2 separate regions of the Mus musculus genome follow, and region 2 is linked to region 1. The links are chromatin contacts, called in public Hi-C maps. All regions are on one chromosome and are shown on one strand. Each heading gives the region's core, a stretch centred on a gene start, on an enhancer-like site or on the middle of the called end of the contact. The rest is flanking DNA. Distances are from core to core; before and after follow the strand shown.

Region 1 (3,117 bases), core at 589-3,088:
ATTCTCGTAATAAAAAACAACAAAAGCAGCAACTTCAATATGGCATTTGGGACTCAATGCGCTCTATTTAATGAATAAAAGATAATGGTGTTTCTGAAAGGAGACAGTGTCTACTAAAACGAGCCCGTTTCAAACTTTTTTCCTCAAATGGGCTTCACTCCGATGTCCATTTCCAACTTCCAACTAAATGTTACTGTGGCTTTCAAGGGACCTAAAAACTTAGACCTGGAACACTGTTGATGTATCCTAAACTGTGTTAACCGGATCATCCTCCATCTTTACCTCCAAAAATCACCCACTGGTGAAGAGACTAAGAATAATCAGCACAAATTCTTCAAGCACTTTAGAGTATCTATAACAAACAAACAAACAAATCATTCTTTTGTGAAAGTGTGCCCATGGTCCCAGGAGCACTCACACCAGCCCGGGAGCACTCACACCAGCCCGGGAGCACTCATACCAGCCCCCTACTTTGTTTTACCTGTCAGAATTTAAGATTTCAATGAATTAAGACGTAAACCACTAAATGAACGTAGTTTCCATATAAGTTTGAACTGACTGAAATTGCTATACGAGCTTTTGATCTATAAAAGGGACATTTGCAGATGGTTCAACCTAAGTATATAAAGAAAACTATATATAATAAAAACATTATATTCAAAATATTTAGACATTTTTAAGTCAACAACAAAAATCGACACTTGAAGATAATCATTTTCCAACTAAGGAGGATGACAAATCCATAGCAGTGTTCTCACCCTCCACCAGAACACAGACACAGTCTCTGAAATATCTCTACAATAACACTTGGCAAAATTATCAACCTTCATCCCTCATTCAGAAGAAACAGTCAAACATTAGTTTTGATCTATATATTGTACTACTCTCCTGAAGCAAATATTGACTTGCCATGGAAATATAACTTATTAAGAGAAAAGATATACAGAATACCCCGTGAATCTGCTACTGGATACAGTCTAAAGTCCTGGATTTACTATTTCTTTAGAATATTTAAATCTTATACAAAAAAAAAAAAAAGAATTCTCTAGAAGGTTTTAATGGGAGTTGATTGGAATTTTTCATGGTTACCTGTTTTATTCACTATAAGCTCTTAGTTAAACTATTAAATTAAAAATACCAATGTGTTCATTTATTTTACCTTATGTATATTCCCACTTGCAGCTCTTCCCACCATTCTGTGTTCAACTTGGATCATTTTGATTATGAGCAACACACAGTTTGGCCACTCTGTGTCTTATTTCTTGTTTGGCTCCAGCTAAGTTTGGAAAGAGACTGGGGTCACAGAGAACAATGTGCTTAATAATTAGAATCTAAAAAAAAAAAAAAAGTCAGTCAAAAAAACTATGAGCGAGTCAGCACACATAATAAGCTGTCTAATTTTACAGGAGGGTTGGTTATCAAAGACCTGCACTGCAAAGGGTCACACAGGCTATGCTGAACATCTGCACTTGGAGCGTGTGGCTGTGAAACCTGTTGCCTTTGCTGTCGTGTTTTAGGTGAGGGGGGCCTTAGCACAAGCTGGTGCATGAGCACATTCTCACAGTGGACCAAACACTCACAGTTAAAGGTCTTCCGCATGCCAAGGCAGGAAGTTCCTGTCCGGGCTCAGCTTCTGCCTTTCATTCTGTTCATTTGCTGGTCTTAAAACAACTGTCCTTTCTATCTGCCGCCTGCAGTGCAATTCAGAGCTCGCCTCTTTGTTCTCCCGTTCCCCCCACCGATGCAAAACAAGCCATAGCCACACTTGGAGCAGCTGCTTGTCTGTGACCATGAACGACTTTTCCCACCCGAGGTTCATCTAATCTAAAAGGAATGTCCCTTTTGTTATAAAGAAACTGAGACGTTGAATGTTTTCAATCAACATTACATCCTTTCATGCTCATAGTATTATGTCTAGCGGAGGTTGATGGTTCAACCCAGCCTTAGTGACAATTATAATCTCAAAAATGACAATATCAACAATCATTAAAAATCAAAGGGGATCCTAAAACCCTGCTGGCCATGCATGCTCAGCAGATAAGCATGTCCACTTTAATCCCAGCTGCAAGCCGCATGGCTGTATTTTTGTCAGCAGTTTTCGGCTGTTTTCATTGTTGGACGTGATTCTCAGAGGACTACTCTACGGGGACACAGTCACTACCTCCCAGACTCTTTTCTAGTCTCACCTGACTTGCTCTACCACACCTGGTCTCTCCTACATGCAGCCACCTCTGTGTAGCTCCATCCAGGGGACCCTATGCAAGCCGCCTTCCATATATCCTTGACCCTTATCAAAATCTGAACCCTGAGGCGTCCCTGACCAGACCCACTGACATGACACTTTCCTCCACTGTTCTGGTCCATCCTCAACTTCCTTTGTATATCGATACATGCCACACCTCAAGTTGGTGTGCTCTCGAGCCTGACCTTTGGGTCTTTTTCTTCTGGATTTATTCGGTTGACTTTGGGCACTCTAAACAATCACTGAGTCCCTTCTGGTTCCTCTTTATTCCTGGCCTTGAAGTCCACAGACAGCACCACCAGATCCAAACTTTTAGAATCAACTCACCCCACGAAATGGAACAGAGTCTACTCTGTGTCTTAGGTTAGCTCAGTGCTGATTCCAACCCCTCTGCTTCACTTATTCCAGTGAAGTTGTGTCTAAATGTTGTCCTTGTTGCCTCCTAAGTCTCATCAAAACTTCTACCCCTCCACCACCCATCAAGTTACCTGCTGAAGGCAATGCCCTGGTTCTCAGTTCAAGGTTCAATCTTTCTCCGTGCCCCTGTGCAAAGCCTGGGGACTCAGTATGATCACATCTCTTCACTGCCCATTATGGGTCACTCTGTCACTCACTGGCATCAAACCTGCCCACCATGTTCTAAGTGCTGGTGGTTCTGTGTCCTACCCCAGTTATTCTGAAAGATGGCTTGCTTTCAAGTCTTTGCACGTGAAACAAACCTGCCTCCTTTTATCTGTAAGGTTATCAGAAGTCAAAGTTCAGTTAAGAAAATCTTTGTTCAGGAATCTGCTCGCACATAGCCCCGGCTGCACCCACCATTGTTAATGTCAGATGGTGCCTTCTCTGGGCCATAAGAGCACAGGGCACTTCAGCTG
Region 2 (2,953 bases), core at 234-2,733, 300 kb after region 1:
AGGTGTCTGCATAGCTCTGTCCTTTGCTCTCATAAAAATCATTGCTCAAGTGGCCAGCCTTCCCGGACCATCTTCCAACCGATAGCATTCCTGCTGGTAATTGCCTTTATCTCATCTCCCCCCACCACACCCCACACTGCCTTGTCTTCATTCTCCAACGGGCTCAATGTCACTGTGTTTACATATAATATTCATACCTACTGCATCGGTTGCTCTCTTTCCATCCCATGCTGTTCCACATGTCCCTTTCCTCTATCACCAGTACACCCCCAGATCATACCCATCTGTGCCTTAATACAGCACAATGGTCTCCTCTCACCTTGGTGGAATAGAGGGGTTCAAGAGGGTCCCTGGATGGCTAATGTCTGTACCTACCACACCCCACACTTCCAGGAAGCAGGATGGTGGCCACCAGACCAGGTGTTTCATTCCATGAATCACAGGCCATGGTTACTTTAGACCCTCCAACACCCCCACTTCCACCATCTACTACAAGTGAAAGATAGTTCTTAAAAATGCAGGCTAGGGTAAGCTGTGTGCAGTGGTACACACTGCAATCCCAGCATGTGAGAGATGAATGCAAGAGGATGAAGAGTTCAAGGACAAGCTAAACTATGTAATGAGTTCAAGGCCAGCCTGGGCTATGTAAGACCCTGTCTCAATAAAGGAAACAAAGGTCAGTAGCATGGCAGTGGTGAGCTCTGAAGACGCCGTGTGGGAACCTCACAAACTAGTTTGGTGCTCCCAGCTTTTCTGATAAATAGATGAGCAGCAATTTGTTGTTGGTGCTGTAGGGAATAACTTTCCAGAAGTGAAGATGTGATCTTTCTACTGAATTGCTGAAGCCTCTTTATCACCTCAGCTTCTTCACAACACCTCAAGTGTCCTGTTCTGCACTCACTGACACAATAACCCTCTTGCAGGTATGAAAATATTCACGTTAAACTTTCCCCAGGCCTTAGAATAACCATCACATTTCTCTAGAAAGCAGCTATGAAGCATCCTGGTATACGGGGCCGGAGTCATGGCTAAGAGCCTGTACTGCTCTTGCAGAGAACCCAAGTTCAATTCTCAGTATCCCACAATGCATGCCTCACAACTACCTATAACTCCAGATCTGGATCTGGGGAGAGCCAATGTTTTGGAAACTTGCATTGATGTGCACATACCCATACACGCACACACACACACACACACACACACACACACACACACACACACACACACACACGCACGCACGCGCGCGCGAGTAATTGAAAATAAAAGTAAATCTAAAAAGAAAGAGAATCCTGACATCCATATAAAATAAAGTATGGACGTTTTATGGGAGCACGATAGCTCTATCTAGAATGAAATAAAACAATCCAAACAAAGAACGATAACAACAACAAGCATGATTAATTAGTAAGCCCCCTTGTTCCAATGTCTGCACGTCGTAAATACCCAAGGAGGCAAGAGGGAGCTGCCTCGCCCCGAGCCCTGTGCTTATCGAGGTTGCTACCCTGAGTCAGGGTTTACAGTACTCACAGCTGCACATTCTTGACTGTACCGCCTTATGTTTTATGATCCAACCAGATGTAGGCCATAAACCGGTTTTATCTATTCTGTGGTTTGCTCCATACCAAGAAAATAAACTTCAAATGCCTAACCTCTTCATGACTGTTCCACTATTGCAAGCAGTAGAGCAAACAGGGTTTTTTGTTGTCTGGTACCCTAAAAAATGCTCTAAAATCAAAGTCTATTTGGGAAGATGGATTCCCTACTCCTGGAGATGGCAAAAAGGCCAGGATGGTTTGAATGGGTTGTGCTGTGTGTGCAGTGGCTCATTCTATTGATTTCGAGGCTGATGGACCGTAGGCTTCATCGATGGCTCCTTTCAGCTTCCTCCAGACTGAGAAGGAAATGGTCCTGTCTGTGCTCTGCTTGGGGCCTGCATTATTGATATTCTTTAATCATTATGTTGGAGCATAAAGCTGCTGTTATGTTGCCATTATGATGTGTCTTTATAGAATGTAGTTAGTGAAACAAAAATAGAGGATGCAGCAGGCAGAGCTGTCCCTCCATCTCTGTGAGGCTGAGCTCAGCTCGTGGAACTGAGAGAGAGCCCCCTGGCATGCTGGGTTTTTGGCAACAGTTACACAAAATGAACCTTTCTCAGCCTTCTAAAGAGGAAAAGCCACCTCTAGCATTTCAGCCCACTAGGAGACCTGCAGAAAAGCAGAGTCCATTTTCTAAGGCAATGTGTTCATTTTAACTTTCCTTTCTCTCCGTGCATGATCACTGTGCCTGCAGCACCACATCCCATGTGCTAGGGATGCAGTGAACAGCCCTGGCCTCAGAACCCTCTGGATGCTTTTAACCAAGTTGAGAAACTGAAAAGGTTGCAAACATTCCTCAGGAGCAAACTAACAAAACTGTGTCCAACTGCGAATGTCTTTTCAGATTTCCCATCTTCTGTTTCATCTAAATATCCTGCTAGCCGACTGCTGTTGAGGTTCTGTAAGATAAACGATGTTGCCACGAACAAGTAAATACTTCTGTACCTTTTACTCTTTTACTGTGTAATGAAGGAAAATGGAAACACCTGGCGACCATGTCTGCTAGCAAAGAGGGGTACATCCATTTCTAAGCAACCTCTGAATGGAGGTATATGTCCAAGCTCAAAAGAGATCTTTTCCCCCTGAGTACAGAGCTTGCTGTGTTCCTTGCCTGGGACACAGAAGGACACACACACCCATGAGGGATCATCAAGTTTATTATCGGAAGCCAGAAACATGCCTGGGCTTGTTCTGAGGGCCGTGTCACCTAGTCTAATCCAACATGCTGAAAACCCACTTGTTGGAATAGTTGAGTTGGTCCATTTTGCCTTCTAAATGTAGTTATATACATTAAAAAGCAGCTTTCTTGAGGCCTCATATATCCTAGGTTACACGGAGGTGATGACACAGAAGCA

Evidence for each region. A called contact is a pair of places that touch in the nucleus more often than the background predicts.
Region 2: a Hi-C map of uterus shows a contact between it and region 1, with 2.6 times the contacts expected there. The contact joins two enhancer-like sites. A contact is called at or near these places in 2 of 484 Hi-C or Micro-C datasets (both in uterus), 1 of 115 datasets of contacts at active chromatin or transcription factors (embryonic stem cells) and 1 of 9 other capture datasets (embryonic stem cells).

What each region holds. Positions count from the first base shown.
Region 1 is chr8:8,256,838-8,259,954 of GRCm38.p6, forward strand. No RefSeq gene overlaps it. Among named protein-coding and RNA genes, the nearest start is that of Gm31401, 180 kb to the left of the region's middle. Within about 2 kb of position 1,839, at least 20 of the 459 cell types and tissues checked have an H3K27ac peak or open chromatin away from gene starts, as enhancers often do. A contact at or near this core is called in uterus, where this site is marked.
Region 2 is chr8:8,554,843-8,557,795 of GRCm38.p6, forward strand. No RefSeq gene overlaps it. Among named protein-coding and RNA genes, the nearest start is that of Gm31463, 20 kb to the right of the region's middle. Within about 2 kb of position 1,484, at least 30 of the 459 cell types and tissues checked have an H3K27ac peak or open chromatin away from gene starts, as enhancers often do. A contact at or near this core is called in uterus, where this site is marked.